4 separate regions of the Sus scrofa genome follow, and all the other regions are linked to region 4. A link is a contact called in public Hi-C and HiChIP or PLAC-seq data. All regions are on one chromosome and are shown on one strand. Each heading gives the region's core, a stretch centred on a gene start, on an enhancer-like site or on the middle of the called end of the contact. The rest is flanking DNA. Distances are from core to core; before and after follow the strand shown.

Region 1 (3,499 bases), core at 891-3,390, 280 kb after region 4:
AGTGTACACAGAAGAAGGAGGGGCAAAGTGATGGGGCAGGGGTGCTGTCCTGGAAGGGGAGTGTTAAGCCCCTGGAAAGTCTCCCAGACAGAGATCAGATAATTCCCATACTTTAAACACCTTAGAGGTTGATCAGCTCTTCCATCTTCGTTATAAGTAGAAATGAATGTGGCTGTATGTAGCCACATAAATATGACTGGTGTGTGTCTTTTCTCCCCAAGTACATCATATCATAGTATTTACATCATTTTCCTTACTCCTCTTAAAAAATGTTTCCCCTTTGCTTTCCTCTAGAAAAAGTGAGGCACAACCAGGAACGAAATGACATTGTTTTGTCATAAAGCCAAAATAAAATCTGCCGGTTCCCATCAACAAATAAAAATTGTTCTTGGGACTGAATGTAAAAAGACAAAGAGATAATGTCATTCTTGTAATTCTGCACATTTTTCACTTTTGGAAAACAATCATTTTTTTTTTAAGACCAGGACATCCTTTAACCCCTCCCTCCGCGTATATTCCTATTACATTTCTCGTGCCAGCTATAGAATAAATTATGCCAGGTGGACTCTTAGAAGACTCAATCCATCTTCTCTATATCCTGAGGATTATGTTCATCATTTGCAGACCCTTGAATAACAACATTCCGTGATTCAGAGAAGGTCTTTTTCAACAAATACACACTGTGTTTTAGGCGAGGTAGAAAACATAGCTGTTGGAAAACTATGGTGGAGGACGTCAGTCTTTCGATGTCATTTTTCTGTCTGTGCTTACATTCTGAAACGACTTCCTTAAGCAAGAATCCCCCAAAGGGGAACTATTAACGGGATATGAATGGCAGTCTCATTCCGAATCTGTTTATTTCCAAAACTCCATTAAGCACTTGTCAGGCTCTTGGGACTCAGCCATCTTCTTCCACCGCTAAATGTCACTTCTTTTTCGATACCTTTATCATGCACGTCTGGTGACCGTCTCTCTCTCTTCGAGCCATGAGTGTGTAGCCCTGGGATGGACTTGTCCACAGTGCCAGCAGAATTCACTGATCAGGACCCCTGCCCGGGTGCTAGGCTGTGATACCACATGAGCCATCCTTACAGACATCAGGGTACCGTGTTTTGCGTATCTGGAAAGGAAAATGCTCTTGCTAACACTGTTCCCTGAAAATTTCCATTAGGTTGCTCCTCATTTCATTTTTTTTTTCTCCAAGTCTTTGCAGCTTGCATAGAACTAGGAAAAAAATGGTAATTACTCCAGGGCTAAAATCCAAGACTTTGATAGGCAGTCTTCATGTCTGCAGCTCCTGCGAGTTGCTACCCGTTAAAAGTGTTGGGAAACTTTCCCCGCAGAACAAAGAGAACTGGACCCAAAGATTGTTCCCTCTTTCTACCGTGGCAGGCCCTACCTTCCCAGTCTCCTTTGTCTTTTCCTCCTCGTCCTCCAAGGAAAGGGGGTATGAGAGGAGGATGCTGTTGTTGAGAACTGGGACAGCTATTGCCTGTGCAAACAGATTTCTTTTCCCTTCTCTTTGGCAGCGTCAGTTGTTTTACCTGTTTCTGGTTCTCCTCTTTCTGCTTATGAACAGCCTCCCCGCCGCCCGCCCTTTCAAAAGACTAATAAATTAAATAGACAAATGTTAGTTTTTGCATATCTACTAGTTGGTGTCATTTGGAATGGAGTCATTCAGCCTCTGTCTGCAGCGAGTCTCTTGCCGCTTCTCTGTCACCACTGTAGCAAGTGCAAGTGTGGCTTAAAGGATGGTATGTCAAGGTGAGAGCTGTCCACGGGGTACTGTTGGTCTGTCACGCCTTCAGTGCAGCAGATTAGCTGCCAAATGGTATCTTGTTGCTGTCATCGAAGTTTACAGTCCAGGTTCCCAGCTCTGCTGGCGATCTATTTCTGTGCCCCAGCAATGATGCCAGTTGTCCTAGCAACCTGCCGGCTGGCGCTTCCCTAAAGGCAAGCTGGGGAATCGCAGTGGAAGAGGGTGGCCTCTGGAGGGTCAGGAGGGAGTTGGCAGTCACCTTGCTCAAAGAGGATTTTCCATTTCCTTCATTCGGGCAGGTCTCCAGGAGGAGGATGTCACTATCGTAGGGGTGTCACTTACGCGGGCTCGTGGACCACATGGTCTTGCTGGTACACACGGTGTCCTGTGGAGAATAACAGGTTGATGAATGGGTAGCCCAGGCAGTGTGGGGGGAATGCCTGGCCAGGGTCTTAGGGGATCTCAGAATATCAGATGCTGTCCGTTTTCTTGTGAGTTGGGTTAATGTTCCCATGCTTAATCAGCCCCGGTGTTCAGAGTTGGGGATGTGGGTAGATGTTTGGGAGGAATCAGAGGTCAAGGGAGGTTAAAGGGAATAGCCACAATAGTCGATCTTGGCTTCTTTCCTGTTGACAGGTCTGGCCTGAAAGCAGTTCCGTGTAACTGGAGCTCTCTGAATGGGCTCCGTATGCAGCCTTGCAAAGGAACACTCCTCGCCTTGTCCTCTTCTCCTTAATTACTCTCCTCCTCCCTTTATGCCAGATTAAATTGGCACTAAGTGACTTTTTCCCCCTCTTCTGGTTTGCATCCAACAGAACGCAGATGCTTGATATCTTAAAGCCACTAACATAGTTGGCCTTGCCTGGATAACGTCGCAAATGGGCAGTCAGTTGACAATGGATGTCATGGGGATGTTACTCCATAGCCAATTAATCACGGAAGCCCCTAGCCGGTGTCTTTGGCTGGCATTTTCTCCGAGAGAGTGCTTCCATCCCTGTTGGCATGGAGATGTCAGGACGTTGTTTTTTTTTTTTGTTTGTTTTTTTAACAAAGTCAAGGTGGGTCCACGTGCAAAACTTGTTGGGTGTGTGGGGAACCAGGGAATCTGGTGAAAGGGTTTCCCCAGAACATGGGGAGCCCACAAAGGACATGCAGTATTATTAGTACCTTTCATCACGGAAAGAATGCTGGTACTCTCAGAGACCTTTCAGCCCTTACTCCACTGAATGAGCATGCGTAGCCGAGATAACAGCATTATGCCCATGTCTTCTGGATGGCAAAGCCAATTAGGGTTGTAACTGAACATTTCTAGCACACTTTATGTGCTCAACAAATATTAATGCCCCCCTTCACACCTAGAATCAGGATAGGTATTGAAGATCTGGAACTGGAATTAGAAGAAATAGTATTTGGACAAAAAAAGAGTATCCGAGGGAGTCGTTTGTACTTTCAGAGCATTCTGTGTTTCCAAGATGTTTCTTAAGTAAAATAAATCCGTTTTGTTTGACAAGCATGTGGCATGCCTAACAGGTCATTATTTTAAGTCATTAAAATGGTTTAAATGGTAGAAGACATTGTGTGTTCCTAGAACAAGAAATACCTATTAGGTGCCTTTTGATACAGTGGAGAGGCAGAGTTGATTTCTCCCCCCCCCCCAAGGATCATCATGTAACTCTTAATTCAATATTTAATGCTAAATATTCATCATTCTTCATGGTACACAGGCAGTGAAGTCAGTTC
Region 2 (3,363 bases), core at 43-2,542, 480 kb after region 4:
CAGGCCTGGGCACAGGCAGGCAGCCCAGTTCCTGCAAGGGGATTTATTTATGGTCGTGCGGGGGGAGGGGGAGCAGCAAGCTGGCTCAGCCTCCCCCTGTTTACTTTTGCAACCCCAGTCTCCAGACCCAGCAGTTTCCCCTTCCTCTCCAGCTCTCAGCCCACCAGGCAAAACCACGGTCACCAGCACCCACTCCTCCAGGGAACTCTGTCTTTCTGTGCAACTAGTTTATCCTTCAAGATTTGACCTTTCCCTGCCCCCCACTCCCTATCTCCAGGCCGGCCTCCACCTGTCGTCCCTCAGGCTTTGCTTTCACTAAGGCACAACTAGCACAACTGACCACCCCATTGGTCCCACTGCCCCCACTCCACTGCTTTCAGCTTCCCAAAGAACTGGACTGGACTGCAGCTGTCCAGTAAGAGGGTGCCACCAGGCACAGGTCCCCAGCCTCGCTCTCAAAAGGTCACCGAAATGCGGAAAGTAAACGTTGAACTTTTGCCCTGGAGTTGCCCTGCTTTTCAGACCTTTAAAAAAATTCCATTGCTAGACCTGATCCTAAAGCGGCCGGAGTTCTCCGCACCAGGAAACACTGCCAAAATCTTTCCTCTCCCTTTATACTCCGGCTCCACCGTATCATTTTCTCTCTATAAGCACACCTCAACCCCCATCCCCCGCCATTCTTTCTAAATCAGTTGACCACCTGATCTTCGCTACCCTAGGATCAAGTTCTGTGTGTTTCCCCCTTGCCCACTCAACCGGACGTATTTAGAATTTTGGGCCGGAGCCCGGGCCCTTAAAGACACCTCCTGTCCTTGCAAAGAACCAGCTGGCTTTTCCTTTTCACGGTGGTGCGAGGGCAAAAGAGGTCAGCGTCCCATCCATCTCCAGACATACTAAAAAAGCTGGCAATGTTGGCCCATTCTGGCGCCTTGCACCCACCTCCCTCGCGCCACACGGGGAAAAAAAAAAAAAAATCCCACCCCAATGCGGCTATGAAGGGGCCCACCTCGGCTCGGCTCTTGAGGCTGCTTCGCTTGGGTCGGAGAAGGACATCCTTGAAGTCCAGCTTGAGGTCCGCATCTATGCGGGGCATGGTGCCGAGCGGCGCGCTCGACCAGAGGGGCTGGAGCCCGCAGCTCCTTCCTGCAGCGCGGGCGCCGGGGGAGGTGGGGGCCGGGAGCGGGCGGGGGCGGGGCCCGCGGAGGGCGGGGGCGGGGCCCACAGAGGGTTGGGGCGGGGCGGCGCCGCGAGAAGGCGAGTTGCTCGGCCCCGGCGGGTGCCTGCGGGCCGCTGAGCGCGCACGCTGCGCCCTTCTGGCCTCTGGACGCCTCCGGCCCCGCTAGACCCGCCCTCTCGCTCCGCCGGCCCCGCCCCTGACCCCTCCCCGCGCGGGAGACCTCGGTGCGGGCCAGAAAGGATAGGCGAGATGGGGAGAAACCAGGCGCACGCAAGAAGTTCGCACGTGTGACATTTTAACCACCTCCCCCCTCCCCGCTCCCGTTTCTTATCGCCTCGCTTAGTACGGTGACCGAAGGGTGTATGGGGAGGGGGGGTTAGGGAGTGAGGGGGAGAATTCACAATGTGCTGTCACCAAGGGTACGGCCAAGACTTGCCCTGTGACCTCCTCACCCAAGGAAAAGTCCACTCCTTGAAAGGTTTCCCTTCTCCTTTCTCTAATGTCAAGCCCTAATACTCAGCAGATGCTGAGTCACACCGCCCACGTGCCAAAAACTAAGAAACCCCTGGGAACTGGATAGAATTAAGAGTGGGCAGGTGAATCTGTTTTGCAGCATTGGGTTTGTTGAGGCATTTTTAGGATCCCTTTGGATGTTAGGGACTGGTTTGTTGGTTGGTTGGTTTGAAGTCTACAGTTGGCACAGATCCTGGGTTCAGGTACCTGAGTCCCTTTGAGTTATTGGTGATGTCAGTTTTTTGTGTTTTGTTTTGTTTTGTTTTTTGTTTTTGTTTTTTTTTTGCTTTTTAGGGCTACACCCTCACATACGAAGGTTCCCAGGCTAGGGGTCTAATCGGAGCTACAGGTGCTGGCGTTCGCCAGGGCAACACCACATCTGAGCCGCATCTGCAACCTACACCACAGCTCACCAATACGCTGGATCCTTAACCCACTGAGCTAGGCAGGGATCAAACCTGCAACCTCATGGTTCCTCGTCGGATTCATTTCCGCTGCGCCACTACAGGAACTCCGATGTCAGTTTATTTTTAATTCACTTGTTGACCACACCGAGCCCTTCTTATACACTAGGAATGTGCGTAAGAGCTTGGCCTGCACCACCTTCTTCAATCTCACAACAACCCAATGAAGATGTTTTGCGGCAGCGTAGCTAGCCTCTCTCCACCTGTGCCAAATAGAATCACCGAGACAGAGTTTTGGGTGAGGTAAAAAGGAGTAGCTTTTACTACTTTGCGAGGCAAAGGAGGCCACAGCAGGCTAATGCCCTAAAGGCGGTGCCCTCCTTTGGGAGAGAATAGAAAGGGGTCTTACAGTTTCCAAGTGGAAAATAGGGCCACAGAGGAGTTCCCATCGTGGCACAGTAGTTAACAAATCCAACTAGGAACCATGAGGTTGCAGGTTGGATCCCTGGCCTTGTTCAGTGGGTTAGGGATCCGGCGTTGCTGTGACTGTGGTGTAGGTTGCAGACATGGCTGGGATCCCGCGTTGCTGTGGCTCTGGCGTAGGCTGGTGGCTACAGCTCCGATTCAACCCCTAGCCTGGGAACCTCCATATGCCGCAGGTGCGGCTGTAGAAATGGCAAAAAGAAAAAAAAAAAAAAAAATAGGGCCACAGAAAAGGATCAGGGTGTATACAAACACAGGTTCTGGTGGTTCTTGAGATTGTCGCAGCTTGATCTTTTTTGGAATGAAGAATGTTTCATCAAGTAGTGACCATCTTCCATTTGGGGGGGGGGGGTTAGTTCAGTAGAAGAGCTCAAAGATACAGTTATGCATACCCCTTGAAGGGGAACCAGGACCCTGCCCCAAGGCTACACTGCTCCTCCACAGTCTCTGCATCCCCTTCCCTGATTAGCCTGGGAAATTCGTTGGAACCTGCCCTTCGGAACTCTGGGAAGGTCCAGAAGGCTGAATGCAGCCTCGTTCCTAAAACAAGAAATGGGGGACACAGAAGGGCTTTTGTGCCCAGGAGCCCCGCAGGGCCCTGCTCAGTTTCATTAAAAGCCAGTTTATAGATAAGGAAAATGAGGACCAGATAAATAACTTGCCCAAGGTTGCAGCAAACAAACATAAATCTCTCGGTCCTTAAAACTTACTGGGACCTTAACTAAAGCTGCTTTTGTCCTAGGACTGCTCTCTGCCTTGGCTCAAACCCTGACCCCACCACTTTCC
Region 3 (3,459 bases), core at 651-3,150, 400 kb after region 4:
CGGACATTCAGGCAGGAGAACTTGTTGAGATTTTCTGCAATAGACGTTGTGCTTTCTCACACACGTCGTCTTATTTCATCTCACAGCAGCCTTTCGAGAACATTATCATCACTCACAGGTTACAGATGAGGAAACCGAGGCTTGGAGAGGTTCACTGTCTGCCAAGGCTGCAGTGCTAGAGAAGGAACTGGGCACCGACTTTCTCGAATTTCCATTTGTCCTTTAAACATTGGCCTATTTGGAGGATAGGCATTGGGTGCCTCCAGTTACAGCGGCATTATTTATGGTCTCTCGTTTGCTATTCGTGTCTCAAATAAAATCACTGGCCATTTTTTGTGTGTTGATCATGTCGCAGAGAGTCTCATTAAGGCATGGGTAGTCGGAAGAGGTTAAATAGGAAAGGGGTGGATTTCATTTGTAGTGAGTAATTGCGTCTAAAGTGTGTACCATGCTCCAGGTTCAGATCAGCCAGAAAGCTTCTATTGATACTGCAGGAAGAAACAGCAGTTAATACAGACAACCCCAAACCAAAAACGTAAGCACATCTGAATTTTATGTGTGAAGGTAGATGGGACAGACCATTTGTTCTGCAGGCAAGCTGTTCGTCCCGGTAGGGGGCAATATATATCATTGCCCTCGTATGGATTATTTTCTAGAAGAAGTTTTACAGGCTTGGGAAACTTTCTGAGCTGCGGAGGTGAGGCAAGGAACCTTTTAATTAGAGATGGTTCTGCCCAGCATCTTTGCCGCGATTGCCTGGCACATGGGTTGCAGGAAGTAACCCCCCGGGAGAGAAGCCGAGGGAGGAAAGCGTGTGTTTTTAAGACAGATGAAAATATGTCCTGCTGTCTAGCACTAGGAACTGTATCTAGTCCCTTATGATGGAGCATGATAATGTGAGAAAAAAGAATGTATGTGTGACTGGGTCCCCTTGCTGTAGAGGAGAAAATTGACAGAACACGGTAAACCAGCTATCATGGAAAAATATAAAAATCACGAAATAAAAAAGAAAGAAAATATGACCCAGGGTGAGGCAGTGGGGGCAGGAGGGCCCTTCTCAAGAGAGAATCATAGCTTCAGCAGCCAGTATGTACAGGTTGTGCAGTGGGCCAGGCCGCGGGCTGTGTTCGGTGCATGCTTGAACTCCCAACAAACCTTAAGACCCGAGTTACTGATATAATTCCCATCATAGAGTCAGGTACACTGAGGCACAGCTGGCAGGTGAAGGAGCCAGGATTCCACGTCTGGCAGCTGGGATCCCAAGCTTGTGCCCTCAGCATCCTTGATGGGAGGTCCTTTGATGCCTGGAAGCAGTTAACTCTTAGGGACATCTTTCTCTGGTTCTCCAGCCTGCTGGCTGGGCACTGCCTTGTCCCATGCAATTCTCTAAGAACCCCATGAAACAGAGCTTGTTACTCTCTCCGTTTTCTTCAAGAGGAAACCGAAGCTTAGGAAGTTGGATATCTTCCCTAGAGTCACCAATCACCGAAAGCCAGGAGGCTCCTTACCACACCCCAGTCTCTGCAACATCAAGGTCAACCATCTGTGGATGGCCCATCAGTAAGAGCTGTGGAAGAAAGCACCGGACATCGCCACAGGCATAGAATAAGCAAAGCCCATTTTCGCTTCCATCTTTGACCAGCTTATCACCTCCGTTCATGGCTTATCTCAGAAGTCCTGCCTCCAGGGAGGAGTCTCTTCCTCCCAGACCCTAAGTTAAAGGAAAGAGCATCCAGCCATTCCGGATGTCCCCTATGCGAGGCTGTGGATGTGACGGTGTGCCTCTTTCCGAGGGCGACAGCATCCTTCTAGAGAGAGCGTGGCGTTCCTGTTGAATGAATACCTGATTGAGTTCATGGTGCTGAGCCAGGGCGAGGAGGAGCGATTTGGCAGCCAAATTCCTGGCAGCTCATTCAACGTCCTTAATGTTCCACCAGCTTCATGCTGGGCCGCCTGCGAGCCCCGGGAGAGGCTGCGGTAATTACTCAGCTTTTTGATTGAAAACAGCTGCAGGTAGCGTGCCCTCCCATTGTCCGTGTTGCTGGTGATTGGGAAAGACTTGGGGCATCTTGGGCTCCACCGAGCAGCCTCATTCTGGGGGGGAAAGAAAAAATGGAGGCAGAGCGTAGATTTTCCCACTTGCTCCACTTTTCAAAATGAACCATTCGTCTCTTGAGGGCCAGACCTCAGCCACCCATTCAGTGAGTGTGAGTCATACCCCTAAAATTAAAACAAACATTTCTTTCCGAGAGACCTCTTATCTTGGCTGATCTTTCTAGCTCGTCTCCCTGTTCTTGCTCTGCTTGATTTAGGCTGCTTTCAATAAAATTGCTGCTTGGTAAATACATGGTCCTTCCCGTCGATCCAAAGACAACCAGCAGCGTTTCCTTGGGATGAATGCGCGGACAATCTGGACATGGTTTTGGAGGATGGGATGTGGATTTTTAGAGGCCTTCCGGTGTAGCCCACATCTTGCAGGGCGTACTTGGACTTCCTGCTACGGGAAGTATCTGGGGTTCATAATCTCACAGGAGAATTTGTGCTTGCGATGGAATCTCTAAGTCCAGATGCCTTTCAGAGATAGAGTATTTTATGTCCCTCTGTCATGAGTTCCATTTTTGATCCAACCCTGTATAATCACATCCAAAAATGGAGAAGGCGATCCGGAAACACTTTGCCTTATGGTAGCCAGCTTCGAAAGGTGACAGAAGAGCAACACAGGATAAGAAGTGTCAGCCAGCAAAGAAAAAGAGCAGCCCTAGAATCCCACAGGGTTATGAAACTCGGTCTCTATCCAGCGCAAGGAACTTACAGTCTGGTGAGAAAGACGCATGAAAATCGTAAAAAGTGCAACGAGCAGATCTCCCGTGTAGCACAGAGAACTCTCCTCAGTGTTGTGTGATCATCTATGTGGGAGAAGAATCTGAAAGGGAATGGGTGTGTGTTCACGTATGATTGAGTCACTTTGACGTACAGCAGAAATTATCACCCTGTTGCAAAGCACGTGTACTTGAGTAAAACTTTAAAAAATGGACTGAGGGAGTTCCTGTTGTGGCTCAGTGGTTAATGAATCCGACTAGGAACCATGAGGTTGCGGGTTTGATCCCAGGCCTTGCTCAGTGGGTCAAGGATCCGGCGTTGCCGTGAGCTGTGGTGTAGGTTGTAGACGTGGCTCGGATCCCATGTTGCTGTGGCTTTGGTGTAGGCCGGCAGCTACAGCTCCGATTGAACCCCTAGCCTGGGAACCCCCATATGCCATGGGAGCAGCCCTAGAAAAAGCCAAAAATAAATAAATAAAATTAAAAAAAAAAATGGACTGAGGAACGAGGCTGCGGTCTTCAGTGGCCTTGTCAAGGTTTTAGACGTGATGACAAAGGAAGTCGTCACCATGGGGCCCATTACAGCCGAAGGATGGAGCAGGCTGCAGTGTTAGCCCAGGCGGGCCTGCGGACAGTTATA
Region 4 (3,784 bases), core at 47-2,546:
ATTATACATCTCACAGTGACTCGGAGAGAACAGCTGCCTTGGGAGTGTGGGCTTGAGTGTAAGGCTTCCTTCTACCTGCTGGGGAAAACCTCTTGAAACAAATGAGCTCCCGGCTGTGCTTTGAAAGATGAGGCTCGGAAAGACTGAGGTTTTCACAAGTACTTTTGTAAGACTCAAATGCACAGTTTAAAAAAAGCATCAGTTCGGGGGTTGTATTTCCTCCTCTGTGCCAAACAGTTCATTTAGTTTTTTTAGTCTTTTCCTCACCCCCACCCCAACTCCACAGGCTGAAATGCCACTTCTGAAGAGCAGAGCTGCTGGTGCATCCTGGCACCAATAGAGGGAGCTGAGAAGGCCTCCGGAAGACCTCTGAGCTGAGGCCCAGGGCTGGACACTGCCTTCTCTCCAGCCTCTAGCAACCTCTGTGCTTCTGGCTAGAAGCCAGGTGTTTCTGGGAGGATGGGGAAGTGGTTCTAGAACTCTCTTGACAATTTTCCTATTCTACTGAAACTTTTGTTTATGGCCGTTGTCATGGGTAAAGGACCAAACACATATGCATCCAGAAGTGATCACCTGTGTGTATCCATAGAGGAAAGAGATAAGGCCCTAGATGTAAATAAAGAGAAGAAGGAAGAATGCAACAGATGGAATAAAGAGGGTGTATGGGGCTGCTATGACAAGTGACCACAAACAGGGTGGCTTAAAACAAGAGAAATGTACTCTTACAGTTTGGGAGGAGAGAGGCCCCAAATCAAGGCATCGGGCCTTGCAGGGCCTTGCTCCCTCTGAAGCGCTAAGGAAGAATTCTTCCTTGCCTCTTCCAGCTCCTGGTGATTGCTGGCCAGTCTTGGCTTTCCTTGGCTTGTGGCTAAATCACTTCCATCTCGGCCTGTCTTCGCAGGGCCTTCTTCCCCTTCCCTGTGTCCCCCGGTCTTAGGAGAATAGCGGTCAGGTGGGATTTAGGGACCACCCTCATCTGGTAAGACATCTTAACTAATTACATCTTAATTCCAGATAAAGTCACTCACTTTCCTAGGGTGCAAGGACTTCAACATATCTTTCAGGGGAGCACAACTCCACCCACAACAGAGGGCAACAGGAACTTACCCTGAGAGCCCACCTGTGGGGGAAAACACATAAATGGAGCAATAAAAGGAAAACAGTTACATGTGAAATTCTAAGTGGAGGTCAAATGGATTTGGGAGTAACAGGAAATATTAGATAAGAGAAGCTTTCACTTGGGATACGCTCTCCATCTGTGCTTATGGCCTTGATTTTTTTTTTTTTTCCCTCTCAGAGTTAAAAAAAATACTGTATAAATAAAAAGAATAAGAAAATAGCACTTCTCTGACTCACACATTGGGCAGAGCCGCAAATTCTTGTGATAATCAGGAAAGACTCCACGGAAGGGTTGGTGCCTGAGCTGGATCTCGGAGGATGAGGATAAAATCGCCATGTAAAGGAGGACTTCCCAGATAGAGAGAAAGTATATGCCAAAGGCCCAGTGTCACTTCAGTGATCCACCCTTTACTGCCTGAAATAGGGTGAACAACCTCTCAAGGCAAGGCGCAGACCGTCTGCTTGATCTGTATTACTCAGAAACAGGATTAAATACAGGAAGGGGCAAACATGTTGCTGGTTTTAATAAATGCACACAGAAGCACACAGTAACCTAAAGAGACAGGAGAGCAGCATCTCTAAGGAAGACTTCATTCTTGGGCACATTTGCCAAAGCACAAATATGGAAACCCCACCCTCAGCCAGAGCTGGAGAAATCAAAAGGCTGATGTGGTATAAATTCCTCTGCCCTGATTGCATAAGGAGATCTGCCAACATTTTTTTCTCTGATATATTCCTTGCTGCACAAAGAGCTGAACTGGGTTTTTAAAACCTGATCGTGAACCGAGATAGGCAATTCTGAATCATCACCAGGATCTAGGAAAATTAACCCTCACCGATCTTCCCAGATAAGCACCCAAGCTTGCTGCCTCTGAGATCTGCTGCGGGGTTCTGGCTAGGTTCCTGTCACAGAGAGACTCCCCTTTTTTGGCATAAGAATGTACAAGATGCCAGTAAAGTTCACACTGGGTCATCGAAGGCTCTTTAAATGCACGGTGATTCATTGCTGGGGGTGGGGGAGCGACGAGAGGGAGGGGGAAGGAAGTGCTGAGCAGAGAGGCGGAGCGAAGTAATTATGAAATTGACTGCAGAAAAAGCTCGCGCTGGGAGTGACGGGGGTCACGTGTTCCTACTATTGGTATTTCGGCTACAACTTTCAAACCCGAGGCAGGGGGGAGGGGTCGGGAAACCTCACCTTGCCTCTTGATTGGCTTTCGGAGGAGATGCTTCAGATGCCTGGCATATTTATTAGAATTACAACGGAGCATTAATTTCTCTTTTTATCTGACAAAGAAGAAACGCTCTCCCATGACAGTCCGGTTAGCAGAACAAAAATCTGGCTGTACTGGTATGAGTGAACAATTTGTCTTCTTCTTCTTGATTTACTCCGCATTCTAGCTGACAGGGTCTTCCATTCTGCGCATTCATTTTGTACTTAAAAAGGGATTGTTTGTAATTTACAGTTTAAGGCTGAGGGCCATTATTCTGCGCTGTCAGAACGCATCTGCCGCAGGAGCATCGTTTCAGCCTGTGCCAGGGCACAAAGCAAGCCCTGATCGCCAGTCAGCTTGAGAGCTCCCTGGAGACTCCAGCCCTTAAACTTTGGAGAGGCCTGGCCCACAGGGGTTCTGCAAATATCAAACTGCCTGACAACCCCCGCTGAAATCCTGACACACAGTTTCCTCTTTGTGTCCAAAAGCAAACTTGGCCAGTGCCTCTTCTCTAACTCTTCCTCTTTGGGGTAAACTTGGTAAATTCCTCATAAAATAATTGTCTTAAACTCGGACCCTCCTGTGGGTCAGTTTTCCTAGCTGATGGGTGACTCAAGAAAAACAAACCGACAGAGCTTACAGCTAGATATTTTAATATCCTGTAGTTAGAGTCACAAAGACCTTCCCTCTTTCCCAAACAGTTTGATGTGTTTTGTTTTGTTTCTTTCAGTCCGTTGTAGCCCCTGATCTCAGTCTGCAGACACCCTAAGCTTAACCCCTACAACCCATCAACTGCCATCATCTTAAAGTGTAAACAGTGGTGGCTTTGGGCTTTGATTTTAATTTGGAAAATGTATTTCTTTTGAGGAAACAAAATGCCAAGATGTTAATGAAATGCTTTTAATAGATTTCCAAATGCTCCCAGCCAATACCAGGCAAAGTTCAACTCACTCATTCTAAGCCTCAAACTGTTGTTCATTTTCTTTTCCTGTAAGAAGGGCTATGTCCTATAGATGATTAAAACCATAAATTCTGTTATTTCATAGGTCATTACATTACATTCAGTCTTGGTTGTAGTTACATTGACGAAAATTTATCTAGGTCTTGCTTGAAAAATAAATAATAATGGTTAAAAATCATCTCATTTCCTTTTGACGTGTCCTATTAGACTAAGTATATGAGAAAGTGTTATATATAAAAAAAAAGACAGATTTCCTTTTGGTGGCCTTGATTTGTTTTCTAGTTAAGCAGCAACTGTATACTTTTCATTATTCATGCCCAAAGCCATCTGTCATTAAAAGGTAACACCCCCAACCATTCAGCCACAAGCTGCAAATCCAGCTATAACTCCAGAATACATAGCTTTCCATCAGCTTCCCAGGGTGGCACAGTGTCTGGGATCCTCTCTCCCCTTCTCCCCCCCCCAAAAAAAAACCCACACCAGATCTAACAAA

The links. Hi-C and Micro-C count contacts between places; a contact is called where the count stands out from the background. HiChIP or PLAC-seq counts read pairs in DNA pulled down with a chosen protein or histone mark.
Region 1: a Hi-C map of skeletal muscle shows a contact between it and region 4, with 3 times the contacts expected there. The contact joins the enhancer-like site here to the promoter of ATXN1 in region 4. A contact is called at or near these places in 1 of 5 promoter capture datasets (fetal skeletal muscle), 4 of 47 Hi-C or Micro-C datasets (heart right ventricle, psoas muscle and skeletal muscle) and 2 of 2 datasets of contacts at active chromatin or transcription factors (alveolar macrophages and skeletal muscle).
Region 2: a contact with region 4 is called in an H3K27ac HiChIP or PLAC-seq map of alveolar macrophages. The contact joins the promoter of GMPR here to the promoter of ATXN1 in region 4. A contact is called at or near these places in 2 of 47 Hi-C or Micro-C datasets (both in skeletal muscle) and 2 of 2 datasets of contacts at active chromatin or transcription factors (alveolar macrophages and skeletal muscle).
Region 3: a contact with region 4 is called in a Hi-C map of skeletal muscle, with 4 times the contacts expected there. The contact joins the enhancer-like site here to the promoter of ATXN1 in region 4. A contact is called at or near these places in 4 of 5 promoter capture datasets (fetal liver, fetal skeletal muscle and liver), 16 of 47 Hi-C or Micro-C datasets (alveolar macrophages, brain, embryonic fibroblasts and 9 more) and 2 of 2 datasets of contacts at active chromatin or transcription factors (alveolar macrophages and skeletal muscle).

Annotation. Positions count from the first base shown.
Region 1 is chr7:12,447,717-12,451,215 of Sscrofa11.1, reverse strand. All of the region lies in intron 6 of ATXN1 (ataxin-1), which reads left to right. Among named protein-coding and RNA genes, the nearest start is that of GMPR, 200 kb to the right of the region's middle. Within about 2 kb of position 2,140, at least 5 of the 83 cell types and tissues checked have an H3K27ac peak or open chromatin away from gene starts, as enhancers often do. A contact at or near this core is called in skeletal muscle, where this site is marked.
Region 2 is chr7:12,252,322-12,255,684 of Sscrofa11.1, reverse strand. It overlaps GMPR (GMP reductase 1), which reads right to left and starts at 1,292. Exons shown (of 9, transcript XM_001929120.7): 1 at 1,007-1,292. The coding sequence starts at 1,093.
Region 3 is chr7:12,333,687-12,337,145 of Sscrofa11.1, reverse strand. The region is part of intron 6 of ATXN1 (ataxin-1); the gene reads left to right. Among named protein-coding and RNA genes, the nearest start is that of GMPR, 81 kb to the right of the region's middle. Within about 2 kb of position 1,900, at least 12 of the 83 cell types and tissues checked have an H3K27ac peak or open chromatin away from gene starts, as enhancers often do. A contact at or near this core is called in embryonic fibroblasts, retroperitoneal adipose tissue, skeletal muscle and 1 more, where this site is marked.
Region 4 is chr7:12,728,362-12,732,145 of Sscrofa11.1, reverse strand. ATXN1 (ataxin-1) reads left to right here and starts at 1,296. Exons shown (of 8, transcript XM_021099774.1): 1 at 1,296-3,784.